Regions from separate parts of the Danio rerio genome. Here region 2 is linked to region 1. Evidence: chromatin contacts called from public Hi-C data. All regions are on one chromosome and are shown on one strand. Each heading gives the region's core, a stretch centred on a gene start, on an enhancer-like site or on the middle of the called end of the contact. The rest is flanking DNA. Distances are from core to core; before and after follow the strand shown. Region 1 overlaps dgkza (diacylglycerol kinase, zeta a). Region 2 overlaps ambra1a (autophagy/beclin-1 regulator 1a).

Region 1 (4,729 bases), core at 1,285-3,784:
GGTGAGCTCATTGTATCGACGGCAGATAGACCCATAATGAAACCACGGTTAAAAAGCTAAATATCGGAAGCGGAGACAGATTTAATTAGTATAGCGACAGCTGGGCCGTTTAGTGAAATGCGAGATGCTGTTTCCAACCCTGACAGCCATCACTGCATGCTCACTATGATATGCCACTGTTATAGAAACTTCAGTTCCTGATGAATATCTTTTGTTTGAATAAATTTTTTTTAACCATAATCTTTTTCCATCAAGCAGTCAGCAACCGTTTCCAGAACGACTACGGATCAGAGTGAGCCGTATCAGCATGCATGATTATGAAGCTTTGCACTACGACAAGGAGAAGCTCAAAGAAGCTTGTAAGTATGAAACATGAACAATAACAATAATAATGTAATAATAATTATAATGATTATAATAATAACCATAATGATATTAATAATAATAATAATAACAATAATAATGATAATAATAATTATACTGATTATAATAATAATAATGATGATGATATTATTAATAATAATAATAATAATAATAATAATAATAATAATAATAATAATAATGATCATGATGATGATGATAATAATAATAATAATAATGATGATGATGATGATGATGATGTAATACTAATAATAATAATAATAATAATATTAATAATAATAATAAATAAGGATATAAAGCTTATAGTTTTGTCATTTATTAAGTTTGTAATTGTAGTTTTTAAGTTTAAAAACGCGTCCCTTCTTATTTTTTTATAAGTAATATGTCAAAACTGGATTTGAATGTTACCACATTTTTAATTCCAAAAAGCTAAATCTGGGGTAAAATGTTTAAAAAACTTTACTGTTGATCATTTAATGTTTTTTTTTTTCTTTTGTAAAATTAACATTTCATTTTTTCCCTGTTAACACAACTTGTCTTCTTTGATTTTATTCATTTTGTCAGTGACAAGTGCAGTTAGATTGCAGACCAACCTTAAATATAACCTCAAAATCTGGCCGTTAATAATTATTGAATGAACTTGTCCCCTTAAATGTCGTTTGTAAAACATCATTGAAGTTGCTCTTCAGTGGTTTGGCATTCAGCAGTGACATTTACATTATTACACGGAACTGAACTGAACTTCAGTTGTGAAAACTGCACTGAATGGAAGCAGTTTCAATTTGCTAGAAGCTGCTTTGAAACATTCTACATTGTAAAAGCACCATAGAAATAAAGATGAGTTGAATTAAATAGAATTGTGGTTATGATACAGATTAGTTCACCCAAAAACGGACAGAAACATCCCAGATTTTCTTTCATGTGTTGAAGATCATCAAAAGTTAGATGAATTTGATGAAGTGAGGGCAATAACATTTATTCTGGCTGCCCGATTTGTTTAGGAGTGCCCAAGTCAAGCTGTGTGCACACTTCTATTTCCCAGCACTAGGTGTCGTCCCATCACTACCCTCAGTAACTATGGTGTGTGCTGTTGGAATTTAGTGGCTCTATTACAATACATTCAGCCTCTGCTTTATGCCGCTTTTAAGATTTGACACGGAGTATTTTACCAATCCATCAGCAATGTTAGCATCATACATTTCTAGTTTTAATAAACTATTACCTACAGTTTTCAAAAATCAAGTCTAGTATGAAAAATTGTTTGTTAATGTTCAAGTATATGGTTATAATCAAGCTTTGTTTTAATAAGCAAACATTTAAAATAGTGAATATCCATCACCCCGAGACCAGTTTTATGATGATTAATTTATATACATGCTGGTTGACAATCACATTAGCCTTTTGGTCTGACTTTAAAAAAAAACAACAGAAAATAAAAAAGTAAGACTTCCTTTAGTTTGACTGAATTCATCCATTTAAAGTGCTTGTCAACTAGGAGAAAGTGGTTCTCTCTTTTCAGTTCATACACTCATTCTGTACTCTTTCATTTGTGCTACAAAAATAAACCACACATCCTTGTGTCTCGTCAGCTCACTGCTGTCAGTCCCTCTTCACTCTTCTGAAGAGCCTTGACAATACCACCAACTCAAGAGAAAGAGCGAGAGCACGGAGAACAAACCTGAATTGAATTTGGGAACGACTGCTCAGATGTTGCTAAGCAACTCAACATTCCTCAATGGAGGAGACCTCTCCCATATCTCGCCGTTCTTTCTCCACTCGTCTCTTCCCGCTTTCCCCGTCGCCCTCTCTCACTTTCTCGCTCCCCACTTTGTCAGAGAAACTCAGCGTCTTCTTGAGAAAGCTCATTTAGTTTGGAAATATTACCCTGCCTCTCTAAAGCCATCAAGGCTCGCTGCTCAGGGTAGGACTGTAGTTTTTCTCCAGCTTTAAAACGTGCACTCCTGCATCTTCATGATGTTAAGGGTGGTTGAGTGTTTCATTGCACAGTTGAGATCTCAGAGTGAGATCTTTGACTTTTTCCCATTTCCCTCTAAATTGAGTTGGACTTGAGAATGTCCATATGCATGAGAGGACACGTACCCTCAGCAGCCACTGCACTGCTTGAACATCATATTTCATCAGATTCTCTCAATGACACGTATAAGAGCAGGCCTACAGCTGCATGTCTACAAAATGCCTACAGTGATTTAGACTCTAGTGCAGACAAAATGGCTATGGCCTATTACTGTCAGCCCTCGTTTCATGAGGAGTCTCTGGATTCCTTTGAATGAGTTGGATTGGGTCTAAGCCACTGCATGTTGAATACAACTGCCATAAATCATCTCCATCAACACATACAGCTTACAGAGATTCACCAGGACACAGAGACAGAGATGAATTTTATCTTCAATGCTTTGAATTCTCTTTTCTTTCTTTCTTTCTTTCTTTCTTTCTTTCTTTCTTTCTTTCTTTCTTTTTTCTTTCTTTCTTTCTTTCTTTCTTTCTTTGTCTCTTTATCTCTTTCCTTCCTTCCTTCCTTCCTTCCTTCCTTCCTTCCTTCTTTCCTTCCTTCCTTCCTTCCTGCCTTCCTTCTTTCCTTCCATTCTCTTATTTAATTCAAATTTCATCTCCCTCTGCTGATCAGTATCTCCTGAGAGGAGAAATATGGGCCAAATTTTTAAAAACGTGCAGCAGACTTTTACTGTGCGAATGATGAAAAGATTCTGTTTCTTCTCCTTATCTCTCATTCTAACTTCTCGTTTCTTGTCTTTCCATCCTTATTGCAGCGATTCCACTGGGTCTCATCGTTGTCCCTGGAGACAGTGATTTGGAAACCTGCCGAGCTCACATCGAGAGACTACAGGAGGTAAAAAATGAGAGGGTGGGGTTAACAGATGGGAGAGGGGTAAAAGTGAGAAATGAAGAGGACAGGAAAATAGAGAGGAGGAGAGAGGTGTTAGAGTTTGATTAATGATGGGAACAGTCAGTCACTGTATAAGAATATAATATATGGAGAAGTTTTACTGCATTACATGTAGTACAGAACAGTGGCGCTTGGTTAGTTTGTCCTTCAGGACCCAGATTTGCAAGTAGTGACACTCTATTAGAATGTTTTAATTCTAAAATATTATTAAATGTTTTAAAGAGCCCCTATTATGCGTTAAAAAAGGCCATATTATGGTTTTGGGGGTCTCCAACAACAGGCTGATATGCATGCAAGGTCAAAAACTCTTGTAGTATCTTATAATATACATTTATTTGTAACTAATTATCCCAACACCTCTCATATGATTTGTTCAGCAATTAATTTGTTCCCAAACCCCTCCTTAGCGTGATGCTAATCTGTGCTGATTGGTGAGATGACCTAGTCTATTGCAATTGGTTGACTGCGTTCAGCGTGAGACAGAGAGAAACGCCCACCACGACTTATCAACATTGTTGAAGTAGTCAGAGTGCAGAGTGTATGTGTGAACCCAATAAAGGAGTGCATTAAAGCAATGCAGTTTGCTCTGTCAGCTCTTCATTACCATGACACACATTCAGTATTAATCCACACAGTGGCAAAAGTTGAACTATTTTGAAACCTGAACGCCACAAGTGTAAGAATAGCTGATGGTGGCCATAGCAATGACAAGTGGCAGTGGATTGCGAGCTCACAAACGCATTTAAATCAGTAAAGAAAGTGGTAAGCGTTGCATTTTCAATGTGGTTTTAGATGCGAAATGAGAATATAAAGAGTTAACCAGATACAGTACAAGGTACGTGGAGCGGTTACAAGTAACAAAACACAATTAAATTCATAATTTGCAAACTAGAGAAAACAAGGAGGCAACCATTTTAATCACACTTAGGTTGCTTAGACTTGTGAAATGGAGGAAGGAACTGATCCATGAACTGTGTACTGTAAAGTTCCTGTCAAGCTCTGACAAAGTCCCATACATCAGTAGTCTTTTCTGATCCTTCCTTTTAGCAAACGGCCGATAAATCTCCTGTTGTAAGCATGTAGATTGCTGAAGCACTCGTCAGAAAAATGACAGGAGCACAGTACAAGGCTGGAGCTATAATATTTTTGCAAAAATAAACTTTATCCATTGACTCTTCACAGCCACATCTTTGGGTAGGAAAAATAACACTATTTTAACTTTCTCTTTTATATATGAATCAATAGTTTTACACACAGTGCACTTTCAGATTTAATCCTTAGCTGGATATTTAACTTTACTTAGAGCTGTGTTACACACTGCATGGAAGGTCATTTTCAAAAACACATAATAGGGGCTCTTTTTCACTTAATTTTTGATCATTGGTTTTGAATTTATAAATAGTTGCCGGGTTGGAAAATTGAGTA
Region 2 (4,729 bases), core at 1,174-3,673, 240 kb after region 1:
CACTGTTTTAAACAACCTTCATGCATTTTTTGATAAACACACAAAATAACTTTTGTATCCACTTGATTAAATCTGCATCTATTCTCATTTAAATCAGATGCTAATTCATTAGTTAGCTTTTTGGCAGAGGGACCTGCTGAACAAAGCCGTTAAAACTAAAATCTTTTACACAGCTCAGAGTGAAAGAGCATCTGGAGTTTCGTTCGGTCTTGGACTAGCTGAGAAAGGAGCATCTGCCACCAGCATGGACCAGATGAGCTGAACACTGAGAACAAACAGAGCTAAACTCCTAAATAAACCTCGGGCAGAGACAACTGTCACATATTCTCAACCAGTCAGAAAGAGAATTTCTGTAATTATAAATCAAACCAAAATTATGAATATTCATCCTCACAAACACAAGCACAAAATCGCAAGGAGAGAAACTTGGCAGAACTTTTCACAAGACCTAGAATCAGTTAAATCTGTCTGACAGAGCCTAAACACATCACATTGTTTATCAGTGTGTGTTTGAGAACGTGTTTTCAACCGACACACAAGCAGACAGAGAAAGATGCGGGAAACAACAGTGTCATATAGCAGCAATTACTCCTGCCGGAGTCAGACTAACCCTCTGCTCAGATGGCTTCTAACACCAGGTACATTCTGCTCTGGGGGAAATGAGTCTGTTGTGGTAATTCACAGGTTAGAGGTGCGCGTCGGTCCGTGTGTTTGTGCGAACCAGCCAGCGGGAGTCTGCGCTAACAATCTGTCTTGATCCCGAACCACTGCTGATTCCCCAGAGCTCAACAATGACTCACTAGCCATGAACTCACGTTATTATGAGCCTTACACACAAAGTCCGAGGATGCTGACAGGCTGTGTGTGCATGTTTGAATTAAGGGGACACAGGGGTGTTGGTGAGTCTGAAATGTCACACTACTGTCCGGAAGCATAACACACACTCGTTCTCATTACCCAGACCTCACCGTCCAAGCGGCATGACGGTGAAATGCTGTTCACACACATACACAAACACACGGCTTCACCTGGCTGGGTCGGGATAGATGGGGTGGTCTCGTGACCCAGAGGTGCCATTTCTCGAAAGAGACATCATGGACGACTCCAGCAGCCTCCTACAAAAGAGAATTGCATTGCTTTTGTTTGTTTTGAAGTTGCAAAGCACTTCCTGTCCAGATTAAGAATTTTTGGAGAGGACGTCAAACAAAAATGAAGAAGACACATTTCTTCCAATTTCCACCATTCGGTTTCTACAGTAACACTCCCCACCGAGCAGCATCACAATCATTAAAAATCTCATTAAACTGCACAAGGACATTAGTATGCTCATTACCGACTGTTATGTGAAGGCTAAATGAATATAATGTGTAAGTAATGATGTGAGCTCTGCCAGGCTTGGCCAGGAATTGGTTAATAACCCATTAAATCGGGGTATTTGTTAAGTCTGGGTTTGTGCTATTCCTCATACAACGGAGAGTTTGCTGAAGGCCATTAAGAGAGGAGGCCGAGTCCAAAGCATGCCTTCTTGGACTGGCAGGGCACAAAGCTGGACGGACAGTTGGGCAGCGAGCAGGGCATTTTTATTCAGCATGAGTCAGTGTGATGTGTGTACGTGAATGCATCTGGTGTGGGTGTGCTCGGCGCTTCATTAGAATGCCATCTTCTGCCCTTTGACTCACAGCAAAAACAGAACGGATCGATTCTGACTCCTTTTCACGCAGTTGGCTTTGTTTGCTCACTTAAAAAGATCAAGATCTGCATTTTAACAGAGTTGAAGCAAACATAACTCTATAAAAACACACTAAACAGTTAGGAAATGTGCAGTTCTGGGGATATTTTTAACTTGTTTAGTCTATAATCACTCTTGAAAGTGCAAAATGTATAGCGTGATACATTTTTATCCAGATGGAATGCAGATGACGGTGCAGATTGTGCTACAGTTTCAAGCCTTTTGTTTTGCGCTTCTGCATACTGTAATATGGCAGCTTATTATCTGAACAATATTGAGGTAACTTTCTATAAATTTCACAGGCTCTTGTTTCAGGTATGACATTATAGCAGGTAGTGATGAGAGTTCGTGCTGAAACTTTGCTCCACGCTCAAAGCTGTGAGTCAGTAATGCTGAACTGGAGCGGGACTCCTGGGACAATGTAAAATGGCAGAGCATTCATTCTTATTGCTCTTCTCTATAAGTGAAGTGCGATACTTTCCGTTGCACAGCATTGGCTTTAAAACAAAACTGATTCACAGCATGGCCACGCACATGGGACATGCTGTTCGGCATCATGAGAAGAGGAGGACTGTGTGTTAGAGTACATAATCAGAACAAAAAACCCACCGGCTATTTAGTGTTGAAGATACATGTGGAAAGTTACCACTACATATGTGCAGTGTGATGAGCTACTGCCCCCTAATGGAGTGAAGCTGGCATTTCAAGACCCTTGAGGGGAGCAATCTGCAAAGACTGGCCCATATTTTAGGTCAGATTCCTTACAAAAGTGCCAGTGTGATTGAAAATTACAAAAGTAGGTCGGTTTACTTAACAGCAAAACTCAAAGTTATACATCTTACTTTATGAGCCAGATGTGTCATTGACTAAGGGTTTGCATGACAACATATTTTAACTACACTGTCAAAAAGGCTGGGTTCCACAAATTCCTTCATGCTGTCCCAACACCAACCATTTAGGCTGGCTTAATTTTTTTTTTTTCATAAAATTTAAGTGAATTCAACATAAATCAATCAGGTTGTCCCAAAAAAAAATTAAGAATTGTGTTGTTTCAACTCATTTTAAATAAGTAGTTCAAACATAAGTAATTTTAGAGAGTAGTTAAATGAGACCGCATAGAAAGAAAAAAAAAACAGTTGAACAATAGTCTGTAATAATTGTTCATCTTAATAACAGTGTCAAGTCATCATGCAGCATCAGTCATTAGCCCATCATGATATTTAGAAGAATGTTAAAAACCAGTAACCATTGACATCCACAGTAGTAAAAGGTTTCCAACCCTTCCCCAAATGCCTTCTTTTGTGTTTAACAGAAGAAAGAAACGCAAACCAGTTTAAGATAAGCGTTGGGTGAGTAAACAATGACAGATCTTTCAGTTTTTGGTGAACTACCCATTTAAACCCATAATAAACATTTGATTCTTATTTATCAGGATTTTACACAAAACAAAATCATCATATACAATTATAATAATAATTATGTTACATTTATATAGCGCTTTTCTGGACACTCAAAGTAAAGCTCTGCATCCCGGCTGTACTGCGGGAGCAGACCAGATTTCTTGCGGTGCAGGAATAAATTTCTGAATAAAGCGTAAGAGCGGTTGGTAACTGGTGTAATTTGAACGGGAGCGGGCGGTCTAACAATATCGCTCCAGACTCTTGAGCGAGCGAGCGAGCATGCCTATGTATGTGTGTGAATGAGAGACCGTGATGCTGTGTGTCACACTGCAAAAAATGCTTTTCTTACTTAGATTTTTTGTCTTGTTTCTAGTCCAAATATCTAAAAGTTCTTAAATCAAGAAGAATTTTCTAGACAAGCAAAACATATTGTCTTGTTTTAAGAAATAATATGCCAAAATGAAGTGAGATTTTCCTTAAATCAAGCAAAATAATCTGCCAATGGGGTAAGCAAAATAATCTTATTACAAATCGAAAAACAACATTATTAACTAAGTTGTACAATAGCTCCTCACATTAACAGCAGATGAAAAGACCAGAATGTGAGAACCAGTTAAATTGTTCTTTAAAAAGTTATTTAAACAAAACTGACATTATCCTGACATGATATTTACAGGCCCATACGATACAATGCATTTTTATAAAGGAAATTTTGTGAAAATACTTATAAATGAATGATTATATGGTGATGCAGTGGCGCAGTAGGTAGTGCTGTCGCCTCACAGGAAGAGGGTCGCTGGTTCGATCCTTGGCTGGGTCAGTTGGTGTTACTGTGTGGAGTTTGAATGTTTAAATATTGTTACACAATAAAAAGAAAATACTTTCAAAAAAGCATTTTTTTCCAGGTATTCCTAAAATTTCAACAATCAAAGTCTTCCAATACTTAAAGAACCCAATCGGGCCTTATAGCTGAGCTGAAAAAGCTCAGAATCTAAAATCTCTAACAACAGACTCACGCTTCTTGGGCTGCTTTGAACAAACTATACTTGTTTCACGTATAATTCTTTTGCCTTCAGATCCTTCAATTTGCTATAGGGGTCTCAGAGACGTTCAGAGCACAAATTTGACTAGCATGAAAGCTCCACACAAACAATCTCAGAAGTCTGCCATGCACTTCAATAATGACATGCTTGGTGAAAGCAACACGCTCTTGTGAAATTCACATAAATCTCCACAATAAAAACAATGGCATGCAGATAGGTCGGTCTCTATGTGAATGAATCTTGCTCAGGAAAGATCTATAATTTAGGTAGCAGAATGCAAAAAGACATTTTGTTTGTCACCTCAATCAACTCTTAATATTTATTCATCTGTGCTGTCAGGACTGGAGAGTGCTGATATGTAGATAAGCACCTTCTTAATACCAGGCCCATCTCTGGATGGCACACTCTGCAGTGAGGGCTAATAGAGTGCACACAGACAGGCACTAGGTCAGATCAGACTGATTTCTGTGTCAGACACTTTTCCTTGAAGCCCAAGTAAGGTTATCGTTTTACTCTAATAAGAGTTTATGTGAGGAATCGCAGTTCAGACTGCACTT

Evidence for each region. A called contact is a pair of places that touch in the nucleus more often than the background predicts.
Region 2: a Hi-C map of skeletal muscle shows a contact between it and region 1, with 3 times the contacts expected there. The contact joins two enhancer-like sites. A contact is called at or near these places in 6 of 18 Hi-C or Micro-C datasets (caudal fin, embryo, hematopoietic stem cells and 2 more) and 2 of 4 datasets of contacts at active chromatin or transcription factors (caudal fin and embryo).

What each region holds. Positions count from the first base shown.
Region 1 is chr7:39,316,172-39,320,900 of GRCz12tu, forward strand. It overlaps dgkza (diacylglycerol kinase, zeta a), which reads left to right. Exons shown (of 32, transcript XM_073908831.1): 21 at 259-359; 22 at 3,168-3,247. Among named protein-coding and RNA genes, the nearest start is that of mdka, 64 kb to the right of the region's middle. Within about 2 kb of position 2,535, at least 5 of the 62 cell types and tissues checked have an H3K27ac peak or open chromatin away from gene starts, as enhancers often do.
Region 2 is chr7:39,560,123-39,564,851 of GRCz12tu, forward strand. All of the region lies in intron 7 of ambra1a (autophagy/beclin-1 regulator 1a), which reads right to left. Among named protein-coding and RNA genes, the nearest start is that of ambra1a, 15 kb to the right of the region's middle. Within about 2 kb of position 2,424, at least 3 of the 62 cell types and tissues checked have an H3K27ac peak or open chromatin away from gene starts, as enhancers often do.